Regions from separate parts of the Mus musculus genome. Here all the other regions are linked to region 2. A link is a contact called in public promoter capture Hi-C data. All regions are on one chromosome and are shown on one strand. Each heading gives the region's core, a stretch centred on a gene start, on an enhancer-like site or on the middle of the called end of the contact. The rest is flanking DNA. Distances are from core to core; before and after follow the strand shown.

Region 1 (5,306 bases), core at 1,291-3,790, 2.4 Mb before region 2:
AAAAAAACACACACACACACACACACAACCATAGCCCTGAGAACAAACTATAAAGAATGACTATCCTGAAATGCACACAGCCATGGCTTTCATGGATCTCTCCTTGATTGGATTATCAATTTACATAATCATCTTATTCTTGCTTAAGCCTAGCATTTCAATCTTGTAAAATTTGTGTCACCTAGGACATGCAACCATTTCAAACTAAACTCTCTGTGGTGCAGGATTCCAACTATTTCCTTCTATAGAAAATACATAGTCTCTTTCCCAATCAACAGATAAGGTTGGGAGTTTTGTGGTCCTTTTTAGGTAGGTCTGCGCCTCTCAGCCTGGAATTGGCTGTAGAGGATTCATTGATCATAATTGTGCTTGCCAAAAAGACATTTGGGATCCCAGCTCTCAGGAAGGAATTATGGCAGGAGAGAACAGACTAGAGAAAATTATATCAATATTAATATATAAAAGAAATCAATAAGCAGAGAATGGCAAGAAGCCACCCCCAACCTGGTATTCATTCAACAAATGGAATATATTCATTGAAAGCCCAAACTTGTATGAATATTGTACATAACCCATAAAAAGTGATAGGCCTCTGACCCAGTGTATCTGGAACACACTTGTTTGTTTGTTTGTTTGTAGCTCACTCTCATTCTTGGGAGTGTTTCAAATTTTTACATAGACTATATCTGTATTTCTAATCACAGAGCCATGGTCCAATTCATTGCAGTAGGACACAAGAACCTATATACTTCAGCAGGCATTCCTGGAACACTCCAGTAGACCTCACATCTATATCTATAAAAGTTTGGATAGAAATATTCAGGGAAGGTGAGAGTTATAAGAGGAAGTGACAAGCTAGCATTGTATTAGTGCTGCAGAAGGACTACAAACCAATAGCAAAACCACATATTCTAGAAAGACTAAGAAAACTATTCCAAGAGAAAACTAAACTTGGTGTTTCCTTTCACGTAGCCTAAGACAGCCTTGAATTCACTACTTTTGGGAATTTGGGAAAATTGTAATTCTCTAAAATATCAGCCCATGGGAAAAGAAGGGCAGGATTTTTTTTTTTTTTTGCAACTCGGACTTTAAAAACAAACAAACAACAACAAAACAAATATTATTTTGCCATGTGCGGTAGTGCACAGCAGTAATCTCAGCACTCAGGAGGCAGAGACAGGAAAATCTCTGAGTTGAGGCTAGCCTGGTCTACACTGTAAGTTCTAGGATAGTCAGGGCTAAGTAGTGAGAGACCCTGTCTCAACAAACACAAACAAACAAGCTAACCAGTGGAAGAAACAAACAGAAACCCAAAGCAGACAGAAAACCCCACTGTCTTGTGTTACGTCAGTAAGCCAGTCATTTTGTCCTTTTTTCTCCTATGCTGTAGTCCCCCTTTGCAGAATGGCATATCAAAAACTGCTCCACTTGCAGTAGTATTTTTAATTCATTAAGGGCCTTGTTTCCCACTCTGCCTATCTTTCAGTTAGAGAATAAAGTCACCACCCAGGCTCTAAGCTCCTCTTCTGTACACATCTGTAAATACAACTTTCTGAGAATCCTTTCCATTGTCCACTCCAAGTTTTCAACAATATAGTTTATTTAATATTTTCTTCAATATATATCTTTATAGAATATGCCTCCGCTAATCTAGTTTCTACTTAAGTCCCATGCAAACACATTCTTGACAAGGACTTATTTAGTGTTTTTTTCGACACTAGAAACCCTGTTAATCCAGTTTCCACTCAAGTAGCAGCTCTCTGTCCTGCTGGTTTGAACATACATAGACAACTATGTCCTAGCGCTTTAAAACATCCAAGGAACGGCTTCATCTTCCACATTAAAATGTTCCCTGAACCAGCATCTAGAAATTTAAGAATGTAAGCTCTCTGGCTTTTCCCAGATCTATAGTATGTGAAACCTACTTTATAACAAATCCAACTAGTGTTCCTATAGTTTTTTTTTTTAAATAGGAAATCTTTGCTCTTGATATTTATGAATTTTATATTTAAGAATTCCTCATTAGTTAGAGAAGTACTATTCCTTTTCCTGGCTTACTTATGTTTTATTACTAATTAACAATAATTATTGAATTCTAGTTTACGGCTGCCAAGCCAACGACCACCATATCCCAGAACTCACTTGGCTCACCTCCCACCCTTACTTGTGTTACATCATTTTCCATATAAATAAGGAGAACACCCCCTCCTCGCTCTCTTCTCTTCTCTCTCTGCCACTCCCTTATCTCTCCCTCTCAATAAAACCTCTTCACGTTGAACTGCCTGGGCCTAGTGTGCTTCTTGGTGACCCGCTATTCTAACACATCACTGGTTACTGCTCTAAGGCTTTGCTTAGCTAGGAGAGAGGATGACCTGTAGATCAGCTCTCAGGCTCCCTAAAGAGCGAGAGGAAGAGCCTAGACAGCAGCTCCCTCAGTTTGAGCCCGTGGAACTTGAGACGACGGCTTTCGCAAGGGGCGGGGCGCGGGAAGGGGCGTCTCCGGAGGAAAGGGGGCGGGGCGCGGGAAGGGGCGTCGCCAGAGGGAAGGGGGCGGGGCGCGTGATGGGCGGCTTCCGGATGGGGCGGCGAGCAGGAAGACTGTGCACGTAGGAGATGTCTGGAGCCCGCCGCCCCGGCACGTCCAAGGTACGCTGTGCTGTTGCTATGAAAGCAGAGGGCGGGCGTGTAACCTCTGTGGGCTTCTCGTGCCTGTCCCTGGTCCGGTGAAGGGAGCTGGTGCGCCCAGTCTGACCGGCACGAGCCCGTTGGTGGCGGTCGGTCTAGGCAGGGTTCCCTCGCTCTGCCTCTGCCCAGGTCTGCTGAATGGTCCTGGGAACCAAGCGGGTGGGTGGCTGACAGGGAGGACGAATTGATTCGGAGTGAGTGTGAGCTGGCGTCTGGCAGTTCATTTGCCTCCGTTTTATTTTGTTGCTTAACACACCAAGACAGTAGTGGGTATTGGAGTATCTCTTCTGTCCCAGGCATCTTTTGCTACACTTTGCTTTCCCGCCTAAACTTTCTGAGAGGCGTGCTTCTCCCGTGTCTCCCGCAGTCCCTGTATACTGTAGGCACTGTTGTAGGAACTGTTACATGGATGAAATTTAAGCGATCCTCTACATTTCTCCGACATTGTGTTTCTCTTGGATCATATTTTGCCTTTTCAAAGTTCCTCACTTACAGATGATTATTTCATAATACTCAAAATTTAGAACAGCAAACGGTGCTTCATTCCCTCACCTGCTCTTCCTTTCACTAAATGCTAAACTCCCTTAACACTACCATTCGTACTTATTTCTCAGATAGCCTTGAAAGATGACACTGTGAACTTTGTAACTTATTTAGAGAGTAAAAGCACGTATAACTTATGATTTAAAAGACTAATTTAAATTTCAGGAAGACTAAAAGATGAAAAAATCAAGGAATTAAAACATTTCTACATCTAACATAAATTAGTTCTTGCAGCCCTCGATACCCTTGCTAACTGTATACATTTATTTAAGCGTCCCTAAAGTCCTGATTCACTCTTATAGCTGCTCATTCACTTCTCCTAACTGCCCAGCTCCAAATTTTGACTTTGTGCCTATTCTCAACAACTTTTTTTTTTTTTTTTTTTTCGAGACAAGGTTTCTCTGTGTAGACCAGGCTGGCCTTGAACTCAGAAATCCTCCTGCCTCTGCCTCCCGAGTTCTGGGATTAAAGGCGTGCGCCACCACGCCCGGCTTCTTTTCTTTTCTTTTCTTTTCTTTTCTTTTCTTTTCTTTTCTTTTCTTTTCTTTTCTTTTCTTTTCTTTTCTTTTCTTTCTTTCTTTCTTCTTCTTCTTCTTCTTCTTCTTCTTTTTTTTTTTTTTTTTTTTTTTGGTTTTTTGAGACAGGGTTTCTCTGTATAGCCCTGGCTGACCTGGAACTCACTTTGTAGACCAGGCTGGCCTAGAACTCAAAAATCCGCCTGCCTCTGCCTCCCAAGTGCTGGGATTAAAGGCATGCGCCACCATGCCCGGCGCCTTTTCACAACTTTAAGAGTTTGCCCTGGACTGCGATTTTTAGCTGTCACTACAGCATAAAGAAATTACAGTGTGTTATGAAACCATTTGTTTAGCTTATCAGGGCCCTAGCAATTTTTCCTAACTTAGAAATCTGTTGTTTTTGTTATTTCTTTCTGCCCTCTTCATTTTATTAGTTTCCAATAGCTTTTCTTTTCAGTAGTTGTGTTACTTAACTGTTATGTAAAGATTGTCTCAAAAGTGAAGCAGCTTTCCACAAGTATTGCTATCAGGATTCTGACTGTAGTTTAAGCTTATGGTTGTAGCTTCTCCCAAGACTTCTCCAGAGAAGTCTTCTCCCAAATTCACTGAGGTAGGGGCCAGGGTGGTGGTGGTTGTGGTAAGTTTCAGTTTGTTAGTTCCATAGGATGGCTCACAACTTTGTCAACAGCAAATGAGACAGGATCTCATGTCACACAGGCCGACTCTGAATTACTCATCTTTGATCTACATTTCAATTTCTAGGATTACAAGTAGCATATGCCACCACACCTGACTTTCATTTAATTAATTAACTGGTTGGCTAATTAATTTGCTTTTGGTGGAGGGAGCAGGGCTTATGGCAGGTTATGTATACTTAGTGTTTTAACTACATCGTTATGCCTTGGAATAGTTTCTTTACTGGACTTGTGTTTCATGCTCTGTTCGTTTCTTTTGTCTGAGTGTGTTTTTCCTTAGTTTGGAGAAGATCTTGTGGTCTATGGCATTCACCTGGGATTCTTCTTCCGCATCTATTACAATTATTTGAAAGCTTGATCTTTTCATTGTATCCCAGATTTCTTGGTGTATTCCTTTCCTGTGAGTTAAAAAATTCATACTCTTTGCTTTTTGGGGGGTTTAGAGTCCCTACTTTGTCTTCCAGTCCCGATCTTCTGTCCTCTGTTTGATTCATTTCTACTTGTTAGGCTTTCCTTTGAGTTTTCCAGTTATGTTATTGAAATTTCAGTTTATCTTCACTTCAGTTTGAGGGACCTACAATGTTTTTGTGTCCTTATTGAATCCAGTTTTCTTTCTGGTTCTGGCATTTAATTACTGAGTATTGAGTATTATAACTATGTTTTGCCTTGTACTGAAATGCCAGCTATTGGTAGTTTCCCCTTTTTGGACTCCTTCCAGATATCCCCTACCTCTTTGCTCTTTCCCAGAACCACTCCCTCTTCATTTCATCTTCAGAAAGGAGCAGGCCTCCAAGAGGTAACAGTCAAACAGGACAAGACAGGATTAAAAAAGACAAGATGAAAGCCCTCGTATAGAGGCTGGACAAGG
Region 2 (4,836 bases), core at 1,986-4,485:
GTGCATACTTGTAATCCTGCCACTCTGGAAGTAGAAGGGAGAGGATCAGGGCTGAGACCAGCTTGGTCTACATGAGGTCTCTGTTAATAGAAAGGGCATACCTTTAATCCTAGGATTTGGGAGGCAAAGACAGGAAGACAGGCAGATCTCTATGAGTTCAAGGCCAACCTGATCTACATAGACCAACCTGGTCTACATAGTGAATTCCAGGCCAGCCAAGGCTATATAGGAAGACTTTGTCACAAAAACAAAGAACAAAAACAAACAAACAAACAAAAACAGCACCAAGAAAGAGAAGAGGAGAGGGGAGAGGAAAGAGAAAGAGGAGAAGAGAAAGTAAATTAGCTAGCTCAGGTCCCACATTTTCACTTTAGAGTCACCCAACTTTTCTTATGCATTCAAAGCTTACCTTTACATTGTACAAAACGTTTTATTTAGATGATATATTTAAACAGCAACTATCACTGTTGCAAACAGGAAATTAATATCACTTGGCATTAAGTAGAAGTGACTCACTGAAAAGTGTATGAATATGAAGATTATTAATGTCTAGCTGGGAATAGGTTTTGCCTTGAAGCTTTAAAGGGGTCTTAAAGGGGCATTTGGAAGGCACTGCCTCCAATAAAAGATAGCCTCTCTACAAAAATCAAATATATTGAAAAGAAATAACTTCCCCAATGTCATTTGGCGTTATGTCCCTGTACAAATGAATGCTGTCTTCTTCCAAGAGAACCCTTACAGAATCTAAATCCTCCACCTATCTCCAGATCTTATAGCTTCCTAAAAGAATAATATTCCCCTGGCTCCCTCCTCTAATTTTAAACACAACGAAAGGTTTCATTATTCAATAAAGTAGTCAAAGCCTTAGGTCTCAACTACTCAAAGAGCTGGTCTCAAAAAATCATCAAAATCGCTAATCCCTGAAGTCCAAGGCCACTTTGCTCCCACTACAGGAATTGAGAAAGCCACCAGAACACTAACAATAAAAAGGATAATAATGTTGGTAACTTTTCTTCCAAGCCACTTACTTGGCAAAGGTCTTAGCAGACATTCAAATGGCTGGTGTCTGAGTCCTATTAGAAAGGGTGACTTTTCCTCACTATCCCCAAAGCTGAAGGGTTTCCAGAACTGTCACACTACTGAGAGTCTGAATGGGTGGCCTTAAAGACAGGCAATGAAGAGTCAGGTTGCTCCTGAGTTAGTTTCAAGCTGGGTGCTGGGAGAGTCTCCAAAGCTTCAGCACTTTAGTTCTTAGGAACCTTCCGGACAGGTGAAGAAATCTGAGAAGTCTGGGCTAAAGAGGCCTGCGGGTGCTGAGTCTGGGCAGACCCAGGTGGCACCCCAGGAACCCCCTTGGCCAAAGTATGGCTCTTAGAAGCTTTATCAGTTTCAGGAGTTTGAGAGGCAAGAGGAAGATTCTGGAGATGGCTTTGTTGGGCCAGAGATCCCTGGATTTGGCTCTGAGAGGTCATGGGTACCACGGGGAAACTGTCAGAGGGCATGGGCACTAGGAAGTGGCTCTGGCTTTCTTCCTGTTCCAGAGGGTAGATCTGAGAGGCCACACTGATCTTAGAGCGCCCCTGAGAGTGGGGGCCCAAAGGCACACAGCTTTCAGAAGATACAGAGGGCAGGATTTGGCTCTGAGAGGTCACAGGTACCATAGATAAACTGTCAGGGATCACCAAGAGATGGCTCTGGCTTTCTTCTCGTTCCAGAGGGTAGATCTTAGAGGCCACACTGATCTTAGAGCGCCCCTGAGAGTGAGGGCCCAAAGGCACACAGCTTTCAGAAGATACAGAGGGCAGGATTTGGCTTTGAGAGGTCACAGGTACCATAGATAAACTGTCAGGGATCACCAAGAAGTGGCTCTGGCTTTCTTCTCGTTCCAGAGGGTAGATCTGAGTGGCCACACTGATCTTAGAGCGCCCCTGAGAGTGAGGGCCCAAAGGCACACAGCTTTCAGAAGATACAGAGGGCAGGATTTGGCTCTGAGAGGTCACAGGTACCATAGATAAACTGTCAGGGATCACCAAGAGATGGCTCTGGCTTTCTTCTCGTTCCAGAGGGTAGATCTTAGAGGCCACACTGATCTTAGAGCGCCCCTGAGAGTGAGGGCCCAAAGGCACACAGCTTTCAGAAGATACAGAGGGCAGGATTTGGCTCTGAGAGGTCACAGGTACCATAGATAAACTGTCAGGGATCACCAAGAAGTGGCTCTGGCTTTCTTCTCGTTCCAGAGGGTAGATCTGAGTGGCCACACTGATCTTAGAGCGCCCCTGAGAGTGAGGGCCCAAAGGCACACAGCTTTCAGAAGATACAGAGGGCAGGATTTGGCTTTGAGAGGTCACGGGTACCATAGATAAACTGTCAGGGATCACCAAGAGGTGGCTCTGACTTTCTTCTCGTTCCAGAGGGTAGATCTGAGAGGCCACACTGATTTTAGAGTGCTCCTGAGAGTGAGAGTCCAAATACACATGGCTGTCAGAGGACATTGCCATCTGAGAATTGCTGTCAGACGCCAAAGGGTAGGTCTGCGAAGTCACTGAAAAGACAGGTTGACTCCTAGAAGTACAAATGGAAAGACCGGTGTGGACAATGCCCAGAGGCAGGCTCTTAGAGGTCTGGACTCTGCTAAACTGATTCAGAACAGCCTCAGGCTTCGCTGAACGGAACAACGCTCTGCCACCCGAGGTTCTGGCGTCGCAGTTCCTTTCTAGCTGCCCCGGGTCCGTAGAGCTGATGCTACTGATCCGCTGGACGACCCGCGGGTGGAGTCGCCGCCGCCGTCGCCGGCGAATCCGCTGAAAGGTGTCGGAGACGCTCCTAAGGGTCAGCGAGAAGCGACGGCTGCCGCTACGGTGCACCCCGCTCTCGCGGGGCGAAGTCCCCCTCAAGGGGTCTTCCGGGAGCGCCTCTATGTTGCCGGTGTACCAGGAGATCCACCACAGGAGACTGACGAAGATGATGATGGAACCCAAATAGAGCAGCATGTCGTAGAACAGCAAGTTGGCGAAGACGCCAGTGAACAGCACTGCCACACCCACCGCGTCGAAGGCGACGCCCAGCCAAAAAAAGTGACTGCAGCGACCCAAGGGCCCGGACTGCATCTCCGCCAAGTCTGTGTTCTTTTGCGGAAGCTCCGAGAGGCTCAACATCTTCCACGCAAACCCCGCCAGAGGACACCAGGCCCAGGGCGCTGCCACAGGCGGGCTTTAGACACTCTCCATGGCAACGCAAGGGGCGGGGCGGGAAGCGGCATTCTGCTCCACACCAGGAAACTGGAGCGGGCCAAGGGAGCTGCGCGTGCGCACGACGACCTGCTGAACCTTCTGCGTTTGCGCCCAGTGCTAGCCCGGGCAGCTTTTCTCAGTCTGGGATCCTTAGGTGTATCAAGAAGTAGAATTTATGGGTAGGGGAGTGGGGGTGGGTGGGTATGGGGGACTTTTGGTATAGCATTGGAAATGTAAATGAGCTAAATACCTAATAAAAAATGGAAAAAAAAAAAAAAAAGAAGTAGAATTTATGACAATGAAACTAGCGGTACCTGGGGCGAGAATCTTCTTGGCCTCAGGTGCAGTTAGCATCTAGTGTTGTTAGGTCTGTACTCCCATCTTCTCTGGTGACTGTTGATAAACTTGCCCAAGGACCTAATAGACCCCATCGCGTGTCCGTCCGTCCGTCCCCCCCCCCACCCCACCCCCCCACCCCCCCACCCCCCCCACCCCCGCCAACCAACCATGTATTGTAGAGGCTGGGAGGGAGAGGGTAGGATGAAAGGAGAAAAAGGTTGACCTTTATGTGTGTGTTTGATGGATTTTAAAACATTTGGTACATTTTAAATAGATTTAGGCCTGTAGTTCAGGCCACATTTACTTAGGCCTATAGGCACACGCCACTATACTTGGAGAAAACTACTCTTAAGCATTTTCAAACGTATAGATAGAAAATTATAAAGGAATAAAGAATGATAGGTTGTCCCTACTTGGCCTGAGCATTCAAGCAATACAAATTGGAATCAGAGGGTTATTAAAGTGTTTTTTTTAAAAGATTTATTTATTTATTATATACACTGTTGCTGTCTTCCGACATTCCAGAAGAGGGTGTCAGATCTTGTTACATATGGTTTGTGAGCCACCATGTGGTTGCTGGGATTTGAACTCAGGACCTTTGGAAAAGCAGTCAGTGCTCTTAACCGCTGAGCCATCTCACCAGCCCCTATTAAAATGTTTTTAAAAAGGTCAGACATGATAGTGCAGGACTTTAGTCCTAGCACTCAACAAGCAGAAGCAAGCAGATCTCTGAGTTGGAAGTCAGCCTGTCCTAACTTGAGAATTCCAGGCCAACCAGGACTATACTGTGAGACCCTGTGTCAAAATGAATGGATGAAAATAAAAAGACCTGAAGGTGTGTCCAGGAAGTTGGAAGTGGATATAATCAAGAAATCTATGTATAAAATTGTCAAAGAATAAAAAGTTAATAAAGTATAAAGATAATTAGAGAAAACAATATGGCAAATGTTCATAATTATAGAATATAGATGAAATAAGTATAGGTGTTCATTATTCAGTTCTTTCCTGTGTTCTTTAGGCTTGACATTTTTCAAAATAGTTGCAGAATTTTATTTTGTAATTTAAATTTTAAGTTATAAACTTATAAACATGAGTAGCAGGTGGGGATGATGGCTCAGTAGCTAAAGACTTGACAGCCTGAGTCCAGTCGCCAGGAGCCACGTGATGGTGAGAGAGAACTGACTTCTGCACATTGCTGTCTGACCTCCAGATGAAAAGAAATAAATCTCTCCCCTTTGGCTGCAGGAGTGTTCAAGGCTGGCAACCA
Region 3 (4,822 bases), core at 2,122-4,621, 2.6 Mb after region 2:
GGTGAGGTACTCTTTAAGGGAATCAGGTGGAGAGCAATGTAGCCGGGCACCCAGTGACCTCCTTTATGTCCAACACTTCTCACTGAGCTAGGCCCCCAGCCCTTGCAGGACTTGCTGACGGACAAACACTTTTAAATAGTTCATAGTACTAATTCCCTGTTGTGTATATTGTGTCCATAGAAGATTTATGTCCCGGGCTTACGTTTCCTAAGTGGGTCTGGGATGCAGCTCTGTGGTTAGGAACATGTACTTAGTAGGCAGGAGGCCCTCTGTTTTATCCCCAGCAGCAAAAAGAGAGAGGGAAAATGCCAACTTTATGACTGCAGAAGATGTATGCAGATCAGACACACAGCTGGAGGAGAATGTGTTTTCAAGAGTCATGACCCTATTTCTAATTGCATCATATACTCCTAACAGGTATATAAATGGCTCCTGCACAGAAGGAAGCAGCTGTAAATTTGCACATGGAAATGCTGAACTTCATGAATGGGAAGAAAGAAGAAAGGCCCTACAGATGAAATTCAAGAAAGCACGGAAAGATCACTTAATTGCCCCAAATGATAATGACTTTGGAAAATATAGTTTTTTGTTTAAAGATTTAAAGTAATATGCTGGCTTTTATGTAACCCAATCAGAGCACTGACCAGAAAAATTGCAAGTGTTGAGAGGCACACAGCAGAAGAGCTGCAGATTTCTGCTTGATTGGCATCTATCGTTCCTCCTGAGCAGCAACCCACAGTAGATAGGAAAAAGGCTGTTTGACAGGCCTGGCTAAGCTCTTGCGGAGCCACTGGCATCAGATGGCGAAGGGACTTGCTGCCAGGTTGCTGTCTGTTGGACAGAAGCTCGGATGAGGTGTGCTGGGGAAGGGGTAAGGTTGAGGATGACTCTGAGGTCAGAGCCACAGCAGTGAGTGTAATGCACAGTGGGATCGGAGTACATGATGGATGAAATTCCTTATGTGTTTTAGTGGAATGAAGTTATTTAATATAATAAAGTCTGCTACTTATCTGTATGTAGGTTGCTAAAAAGGATTTTCTTAACTCAGATTTTTAAGCCAAATAACCATTTAGCACTAGTGTCTGTTAAATGGGTTTTTCTGTATTTGTCTGTCTCACTGTGGCAAGGGAACCGATGATGATCATGCACATCAATATTTGGAAAATAATCAATTGACACAAATTTTATTTCTTGGTCTTTTGCTGTTTAAATAATGATTTTTGAAAGATTCAACTTGTACTGCTGGTATTGTGTAGTGTATGGACCAATATTGCTTGTAATAAAAGATCTTACATAGAGATGACTTTCATAGTTTTGGTGTGGTCCTTTCTCCTTCAGGAGTTATTGGAACTGGGTTTTAGAGAGGTTTTGTTTGCTTTTTGGTGTGTGGGGTGCTGGGGCTTAAGCCTAGCACCTTGTCTGTGTTAAGTGGACACTGTGCCTTTGAACATAGAAATAGCTATGAACAAGACACATAGAAAAGCTCGTCTCCCTGCAGCCCTGATAGCTTTCAGAGGCAGGGAGCAGCAAGGAGGGAGGAAAGCAGCAGGGCAGTGGTTGGTGGGCCAGGGTGCTCAGCATGCTGCCTGTGAGGCAGGGGCTCCACGAAGAACCAGTCTGTTAGTTGCCTGATCAGAATCACTTCCTCAGGACGAAGCTCAAGAGGTAGGATGCTGAGAAGCCTAGGAAAGAGTTTGGGCAAACTGCAGGTTGTTAAGGTGAGTAGTGTGTGGGGTGGGGGTGGGAGATGGGGGTCACCTCCAGGACTCTGGTGATAGTATGGAAAACTAATACTAACTGGCACATGTTAGGACTTGGTTATCTCCATTGGGTGGTTTTGTTAAAATAATCTTACAATTTTATGTGTACAACATTATAACCAGTGCCCATGGAGGTCCGATCCCCTAGCACTAGAGCTATAAACTTTTATGAGCCTCGTGTGGATGCTGGGAATTGAACACTGGTCTTCTAGAACAACCAGTGCTCTTTTAATCACTGAGCAATCTCTCCAGCCCCACATAGGAAACATTTGATCTAGATTATTTTGCCCTCCCTACCAACTTTACAAAAAGATTTTATTTTTAATTATATGTGTGTGTACCTTGGAGGACATCAGATTACCTGAAGTATGAGGTAGTTCACTACCTGTAATTTAGAACCAAACTTGGGTTTTCTGCAACAGCAGTATTCTTACTACTGAGCCTTGTCTCCAGCCCCAACCAAAACTTTATTTTGAAATAGGGCCTTGCTAAATTTCATAGTCTGGCCTTGAAAACTCTATGCAGTCCTGGTACAAGTGGTCCTCTGGTTTTCTCGAGTGGTTGGGACCACAGTTGTGTGCCACTAAGCCTGGTTTAAAAAATTATACACAACTCATATAAACCTAATTTTGGGAGGAAAAATGAAGATAATTCACCCTGTATCTTAGGCTGGCCTTGCATTCTTATTGCTTGGAGGCGTGAGGCAGACAATGTCCTGACTCCAATACTTTCCAAACTTTAATCACGTCTGCTATGTTTCTGTGGATTTGCCCATCAAGCATGGGTCATAGAAATGGGATTACACAATATACATCCATCCTTTTACTTAGAGCTGGGTTCTTTTGTTGAATGTAATTACCACTTATCAGTACTTGTCTCAAGGTTTCTACTGTTGTAATAAACACATGAACAAAAGCTACTTGGGGAGGGAAGGGTTTGTTTTGGTTACACTTTACCATCATTGAAGGAAGTCAAGGTAGAATCCTGCAAGCAGAAACTGAAGCAGAAGGCATGCAGCGTTATTACTACCCCATTACAGAGCAGCCCGGTCTCCGTTTTATTACTGTGTCCTCCAGTCCTTCTCGCCTCTGCACGAGGCCTCCCCGCCCCACTTTCTGAAAAGCAGAGATAACAAACTGCACCCATGTCCTGAAGGGTCTGTCAACAGTGTTGACGCACTAGCGACAATCTGAGCCCTAACAGTACCCGGAAGGGCCGACCAACGGAAGGACTCGCTAAGGAGACACCACCAACTAGCTTCCGGACGCGAGGATGTAGCGTCAGCGCAGTGAATGAAGGACAAGGTCTAGCTTGAGTGACTGCAAGCCTGCGCAGAGTCGCTACAAGAGAGGCGGGACCGGTGGAAGGCTGACGCGGCCGCGAGTGCTGCGAGCACCCGCGCAGACTCCATGGGCTCGAGGGCGTGGCCCCCAAAGGGCGTGGCTTCGCGGGAAGCCGGCATTCGCGCAGGCTCCGAGTCGGAGGGCGGGGCATCTCTGAAGTGTGGCTGACGTGGAGAGTCCGGGTTAGTGAGCGCCGCTGGCTGCGAGGTCCGGGAGTGACGTGCGGGGCCGGGTCCCCGGGCCCGAGGTGGCGGCAGCGACGGTATAAAGCCGGCCACGGGGAGCATGTAATGTCGGAATGCGGAGGCCGCGGCGGCGGCGGCGGGAACAACAGCGAGGACGCCGAGGACGAGGGTGGCGGCCCCAAGGGCTCAGGCTCCCTCAGCCCTGCCGGGGCGGCGGCGTCCTTGGAGGGCCGGATCCGCCGCGGCTTGCGCGGCGCCTCGCTTATGGCGCGCCAGCGGCCAGAGCTGCTGTGCGGGGCCGTGGCTCTCGGCTGCGCCCTGCTCTTCGCCCTCAAGTTCACTTGCAGGTGAGGCTGCCGGGACTCAGGCTCCGCGGCCAGAGCTATGCCACCCCGGCTGCGCGGGGCCAGCTCGGGGCCTCCGGGGTCGAGGGTTGTTTGTCTTCCTCGGGGAAGTCGAGCCTGACCTTGCCTGCGACCACAGGCTTGACCTTCCCGGCGGCCGCGGTCCCCCACTCTCCTAGTTCGGCGTGGAGGCGTTTCCAGGGTGCTGCTCTATATCAATTATGTACCGAGGGCGTTTGGCCCTGTTTCTGAGCTGCTTCTCACCTGTTGGGGTCTCTCGGGGTGCACATGTCAATTCTTGCTCAGGCTATAATGCTCAGTTTTAATTCATTCCATTTTCCTTAATGCTTGCAGTGTGATGATTCACAAGCCATTTAGGGGTCTTAGTCGCTTTTGGGAATCCAGGCAAGCCTTTGATATACTGACAGTGCACGTTTGTACTGAGCACCCGTTAATGCTGAAGACAAAAATCCCCGTTCCCTGGAGTTCTCATTGAAGTGATGATATACAATAAACAAACACTTCAGAGACCTTAATAAGTGCTATGCAGGGAATAGAAGGATGAGGTTGGGTAGGGCAGAAAGGGCCTTCATAGGAAAATGGCATTAGCCACTTACACAAGGAAAGGAAGGGGCAGAGGTGGAAGAGCTGGGGTAAGAGCTATTACAAAACAGTTAAGTGCAAAGATCTGGAGTCTGAGCAAGCTTGGTCTTTTTGTGAAACTTGGAAAAGGCCTGAGTAGGCTGGAGTTTAGGAAGAATGGAAGCTAATGTGCATCTTTTCAGAAAATTGTGTAGATAGATACAAAGTTTATATTTCAATTATACTCCTTGCCTCAGATCATCAGTATATCATTTGACATTGCAGTTTATAAAATCTGTTATCACTTGACATATCCTCTTGGCACTTCTGTCCAGAGGGAGATTTATGTGGGCACAGATTGAGTGTAATGAACACAATATGAGATCCCTGAGGTCAAGATGGGCCAAAAATTAGGAGTTTTAGGGGGAAGAGACTCGTTTTTTTAGTGTTTGCAATGTGTTAGGTGCTATGCTAAAGTGTTTAAAGCCAACTAAAAGTGTTTGTCACCACACCTGGCCTGGAGTTTGAATCTTGAGCAACTAGACTGGTACTGTCTTTATAAGGAAAATACAGAAAGTATTTTACAAGGTGGAATGTTGCAACCTGTC
Region 4 (5,423 bases), core at 1,521-4,020, 2.6 Mb after region 2:
TGTGCCATGGCTCATGGGCCAGAACTCACATGTGGAAATCTGAGGGCAACTTGCAGGGGTCTGATTTCTCTATTCATGATGTAGATTCTTTGAATCAAACTCAGGTTACAGGTCTGATGGCAGGTATCTGGACCCACTGAGTCATCCCACCAAAGAACTCATTCCGGGGGGTGGGTATGGGGGACCTTTGGGATAGCATTGAAAATGTAAACGAGGAAAATACCTAATAAAAAAAAAATTAAAAAAAAAAATTAAAAAAAAAAAGAACTCATTCCAATAGCTTCCAAATCTGTTCCTTTTTCTTCATTTTTAAATCTTATTAATAATTATTAGTATTGCCCATTTGTCCAGTAATTCATGCTCAGGAATTTGTGGATTATCTAGGTTTCCATGTATCTCCAAGGCTTTATTTTGAAATGGTCTCATGTTGCTTAGACCGGCCTTAACCGTGCCAGGTGGCTAAGGCTTACGTTGAAATCCTTAATCCTATAATTCTGAGTGTTGGTGTTAGGGATGTGAGCCGCCAAGCCCACACTGCAGACTATTATTCATCAAACTGAGGGATGAAGAGAAAAGACTTACAAATAACTCTCTTTGTCTTAGAAGTATTCAATACTGAGAAAGGAAATACAAGGGCAAGCTGAGGGCATCATATGAGATCATGGTAAAAATGGTGAATGGGAGGTACAAAAGTTCAAATATTAATTATACAGTTGAATATGTGAGTGGGAGGGCTATAAATTTCTATCAAATACCTATTGATAGAGAACGGCAGCTAAAATTAGCAAAGGCTTATTTGTGTTTTATGAGAAAGCTAGGAGCAGCACAGCTAAAGGGCTCTGACTTGGAGTCTCTCTTGTGTCTACAAAGAAGGCTTTCCTTCCACCTTCATGCATGTGGTTACTAGCTGGCTGCCCACGTAGTCTCACAGCATAGCATCTGGCTTCCCTCTCTCTAGGGAGGGCCACCTTACAAATGAGTGAATGAGAGGGAGTTGTAAAGACAAAAATTACACGCCTAACAGTAATCATAAGTCTAATTTCAGAAATGACACTGAGATGAGAGTATTGTTCTGTAGCCCAGAATGTAAGTGAAGTTTGGTAACTAGGCCCCCTGTCAGTTTTAAAAGCCTATTTCTTCAATTTTGCAATTCTTTGGCTCTAGACACTTACTGTTTCCAATCGCCTCAAGGATCTATCATCTGAATTCATGGAATTTCCTTGGCTCAAAAGTCTGGTGCTTGGGGCTGGAGAGATGGTGTCAAGAGTACTGCTTGCTCTTCCAGAAGACTACAGTTTGATTCTCAGCATTCGCACGGTGGTTTCCAACCATCTGTAATTCTAGTTCTAAGAGGATCTACACTAGCACTTCCCACATGTGGTGTACAGATACACAGGCAAGTAAAACATATACATAAAATAAAAAAGCCCTACTCCCAGCACTGGGAGGCAGAGGCAGGCAGATTCCTGTGAGCTAAAGGTCAGCCTGGCCTACAAAGTGAGATCCAGGGCAGCCAGGGCTGTTACACAGAGAAACCCTGTCTCGAAAAACCAAAAACGTCTGGTTCTCAAACTTGAATACAGGCAAGAGAACACCTAAGACCACCAATGCTCTTTGGAGTGTGTTAGCCTGCATACCTCAAGCCCAGTGTAGCAAGTCACTGCAATATGTTAAAAGTCCATCTTATACTAGATTCTAAATAGCCAAGTAGAAGCAGGTGCCAAGGACTTGTATTCTACAAGTTAAATTAGGACAAGGTCCTCCCTCAACAGACACTAGCAGAGCATGGTCCCTTCACAGGAGCACTTTTGGAAGACATCTGACAATGGAGAGCATTTTATTCCCACACAGCTAGCTGAACCTGTCACTATCCTTAACATTCACATAAAAATTTCTAAATAAATTATGTAACTGTGCCGGTACAAGGTGGGGGCAGGGGACTCGCTCACTCTTGTAAATCTAGCATCTGAGACGTAGAGGAGGAGGCTCACTCGGGTAACCCTGGGTGATATAGGAAGAGTTTGACTTAAGTGGGGGCGTATTGGTGGATGCTTTTAATCCTAGCACTCTGAAACCTGAAGCAGGAGGATCTCAGTGAGTTCGAGGTCAGACCTGTCTATATAGAGTTCCAGAATAGCCAGAATTGCCATAATAGAGACCCTGTCTCAATAATAGAGACCCTGTCTCAATAATACTCTGTCTCAATAGAGGCTCTGTCTCGAACTAATCGAAAATAAAAACTGGTGGTACTATTGAGAGCTCCCTGAACTGACTGAGAACAACCTCGAATACGGGGTATTGGGCACGGTCACCACAGTGGGCATGCTTGGCAACTACTCATAGGACGTTCTGGCGTATTCTCTCCTACACTAAAGTTATCCCTTCACACTCACGCAAGGTCTTACCTGGGCCGAAGCTCCTGAGAGACCGACTCATTTTTTCGTTTCTCGCGCAGCATCCCGCGCCTAGCGTTGGCAGTTTCTCTTTATTTCCTGGGAATACCACCAATTTGGGGAAACCGACGCCTGAAGCCAGAAAGGAATGGAGGAGCCACGGCTTCCCGCTCTGCAGAAGACAGCACGGGATTGAAGAGAGGGCTTTAGTCTCTCCTTAGGGCGCTCGCTCGGTGTCCTCCGGAAGGAGCGACAGGGTTTTTCAGGCCTGCAGCCTTAGAAAGAGTCGGAGGCAAAGGAGATGCTGCCGCTAGAATAACTCTGGGCACAGTCTACGACCGCAACACCATCTACCCAAGAGGGCGGGCCCAACATCTAATTTCGCGCCTCGCCGGAAATGACGTGATACCCCTCCCCCTCGCAGTGTTACTGACTGCTTTCCGGTTCCGGGCCTCCGGGCTGCGCATGAGCTCTGACTTCTACAGGCCTTCCACACGAGGCGACATGAAGGGCTCTGCGTCCGAATCTCCCAGTGCCTCGGTCGCTGAGGCGACCACCACCGACGTGCAAGTGACCCCGACCGCTCTTTTACAGCTGGACAGAGAGCAGGCGAGTGGCTTTTGGGGACGACGATTCGGGAAGCAGGGTGGTTAGGACCCGCGTTCGGCGCAGGGTGTGGGGCGAGAGGCTGGAAATGAAGTGGGCCCGCGACCGCGTGGGCTCTCCGGAGCTCGAGGCTGGCCTCTGGGAACGCACCCAGCGGGCTCGCTCTTCTCACACTTCTGGCCTGTTTGCCTCCTGTGGAAAGCGGGCTTCTGCGCTCGGTTCTGCAGCATCACAGGTCATGTGTCCGTGCACAAAGTGTTGGTAGCAGGGCCAACGCGCCTTTCCTGACCGCTTCCTTTCTCATAGAGGGCAGGAGAAGCTTCCGAATAGTCCTCTTACGTAGAAAGGACAACCTGTAAACAGATTTTGGAAGCAAGTCCTTAGATGTTTTAGACGGGTTCTTACATTGCAATGGGTACAAATTGTAATATCCCGATACGCTGATGAAATTTGCCCAATAGAAAGAGGAGCGCCAGGCTTTGTGGCGCACGCCTTTAATCCCAGCACACGGGAGACAGGCGAATCTTTTGAATTCGACGCCAGCCTGGACTAAGTATTCCAGGTTGGCCAGAGCTATATAGGAAAACCCTCTCTTGAAACGCCCCCCGCCCCCCAAAGGAGCAAAGGAAGCAGATATGTCTGTGTGGGAGCAATTAACATAGATTGAGAAAATTAACTTATTCTCTGTCTCTGCAGATTAGAAAGGCAGTGGAAGTAATATCTAATCGCTCAAAGTCCAAAAAAAACAATAATGAATTGCTGTTGAGTGGGAGCGAAAATTTATTTTTAATGGTGATATTATGGAAAATTCCAGAGAAAGAACTTCGGGTCAAAGTGTAAGTAATTATTTATCTCTTGAGAGTTGTTTGGTTGGATTTTTTTGTTTTTTGGCTGTTTTTTTTTTTTAACATTTATTTATTTTATGTATGTGAGTATACTGTTGCTGTCTTCAAACACACCAGAAGAGGGCATCAGACCTCATTACAGATGGTTGTGAGCCACCATGTGGTTGCTAGGAATTGAACACAGGATCTCTGGAAGGGCAGTCAGTGCTCTTAACCGCTGAGCCATCTCTCCAGCCGCCCACCCCCTTTAATTTTTAAAACTCAGAGTGTGAGTGTAAGAATGTGGGCCACATGTGTCCAGTGCTTGCAGAAGCCAAAAGAGGATGTCAGACCACCTAGACTGCAGAGATAAGAGGTTGTGAGCAGCCCAGTGTTGGTACAGGTGACAGAAATCAGATCTCCTGGGAAAGCAGCAAGTGCTCTTAACTGCTGAGTGTGTACAATCCTGCATTTGGTCTCTCTAGCCCAATATTTTCTCTTTTAGAGCCAGAAGTGGCAGAGGCAGGCAGATCTCTTGAATTCGAGGCCAGCCCTATCTTCAGAGCGTATTCTAAGACAGAGAAACAATGACATGAAAACAAATAACTAAAAATATTTTTAAAGAGCATTTATTTGTGTTTGTCTGTCTGTCTGGAGTATTGGGTGCACGCATGTGGCAGTCAGTGCCATTTCTCCCTACCATGTTGGTCCTGGAGCTTGAGCTCTGGTTGTTAGGCCTGGCACTGAGCACAGGTTTTCACCCACTGATTCATCTGGCTTGCCTGCATGTATTGTATGTTCTCCTTAGCTCTCCTAGGTCAACAATGACCTTGAATGAGAGTAAGCATGTGTTGTGAATAACCCACGTACTTTCTGGCCTTTTTTGTCGTGTTTTGCAGACCTTTGCCTCATAGCATTCTCTCCGAATCCTCAGATGTATGTCTCTTCACAAAAGATGAATTCGATTCACCTGAACAGACAGAAGGTTTCTATAAAAAGCTTTTGAAAAAACACGGAGTTAACACTATCTCTCAGGTAGGTGTGCTGATGCGTTGAAGTCCTTTCAAAGACTTCATAGAAATGAAGTACGATACACTGCTGTAATTCTTGATCTTTCAGGTCTATTTTCATTGTAATTTTATTTTATTCTTTTATGGCTATGATGTGTGTTCCTAACATGCATGCACCGTGTGGATGCAGGTGTCTTCCATGGCCAGAAAAGGGTTTGAAGTCTCCTGGAGTTAGGGTTTCAGGTGGTTGTAAGCTGCCTGATTGGTGTGGGAAATAAAACGCAGGTCCTTCAAAAGAGCGTCAAGTTCTCTTAACTACCAAGCCATCTCTCCAGCCCGTTTTTCTCTTTTTAATGTAATTGCCACTGTAATGTCATTGTTGGCTGTATTTGCTTTTGCTAAAGGTGGTATTCTGATTGGTGTCTGAAAAGCTAAATGCATGTCAGATTTCATATCTTATTTTTAGTTGTCTTGAGCAGAGTGCCTAAGGGAGAATGGGGTTCCCCGCAACTGGAGTTGTAGAAGGTTGTTTTCATGTGTTCTAAGAGCAGTCGGCTCCAAAGCACTGAGCCATCTATACTCCCGTTGCA

The links. Promoter capture Hi-C pulls out the DNA fragments that hold promoters and counts their contacts.
Region 1: a contact with region 2 is called in a promoter capture Hi-C map of pre-B cells, with 5 times the contacts expected there. The contact joins the promoter of Spidr here to the promoter of A930007A09Rik in region 2. A contact is called at or near these places in 2 of 39 promoter capture datasets (liver and pre-B cells).
Region 3: a contact with region 2 is called in a promoter capture Hi-C map of liver, with 5 times the contacts expected there. The contact joins the promoter of Txndc11 here to the promoter of A930007A09Rik in region 2. A contact is called at or near these places in 4 of 39 promoter capture datasets (embryonic stem cells, hippocampal neurons, liver and 1 more) and 1 of 115 datasets of contacts at active chromatin or transcription factors (astrocytes).
Region 4: a promoter capture Hi-C map of hippocampal neurons shows a contact between it and region 2, with 9 times the contacts expected there. The contact joins the promoter of 2610020C07Rik here to the promoter of A930007A09Rik in region 2. A contact is called at or near these places in 5 of 39 promoter capture datasets (the SN4741 cell line, cranial neural crest, hippocampal neurons and 2 more).

Annotation. Positions count from the first base shown.
Region 1 is chr16:16,144,085-16,149,390 of GRCm38.p6, reverse strand. Spidr (scaffolding protein involved in DNA repair) reads left to right here and starts at 2,540. Exons shown (of 20, transcript NM_146068.4): 1 at 2,540-2,646. The coding sequence starts at 2,614.
Region 2 is chr16:13,752,963-13,757,798 of GRCm38.p6, reverse strand. It overlaps A930007A09Rik (RIKEN cDNA A930007A09 gene), which reads right to left and starts at 3,235. Exons shown (of 1, transcript NM_001357954.1): 1 at 1-3,235. The coding sequence starts at 3,155. The coding sequence ends at 1,245.
Region 3 is chr16:11,133,081-11,137,902 of GRCm38.p6, reverse strand. It overlaps Txndc11 (thioredoxin domain containing 11), which reads left to right and starts at 3,371. Exons shown (of 12, transcript NM_029582.2): 1 at 3,371-3,635. The coding sequence starts at 3,394. It overlaps Zc3h7a (zinc finger CCCH type containing 7 A), which reads left to right. Exons shown (of 23, transcript NM_145931.3): 23 at 418-1,309. The coding sequence ends at 607.
Region 4 is chr16:11,200,730-11,206,152 of GRCm38.p6, reverse strand. It overlaps 2610020C07Rik (RIKEN cDNA 2610020C07 gene), which reads right to left and starts at 2,770. Exons shown (of 3, transcript NR_038156.1): 1 at 2,406-2,770. Rsl1d1 (ribosomal L1 domain containing 1) reads left to right here and starts at 2,861. Exons shown (of 9, transcript NM_025546.2): 1 at 2,861-3,002; 2 at 3,696-3,835; 3 at 4,723-4,858. The coding sequence starts at 2,898.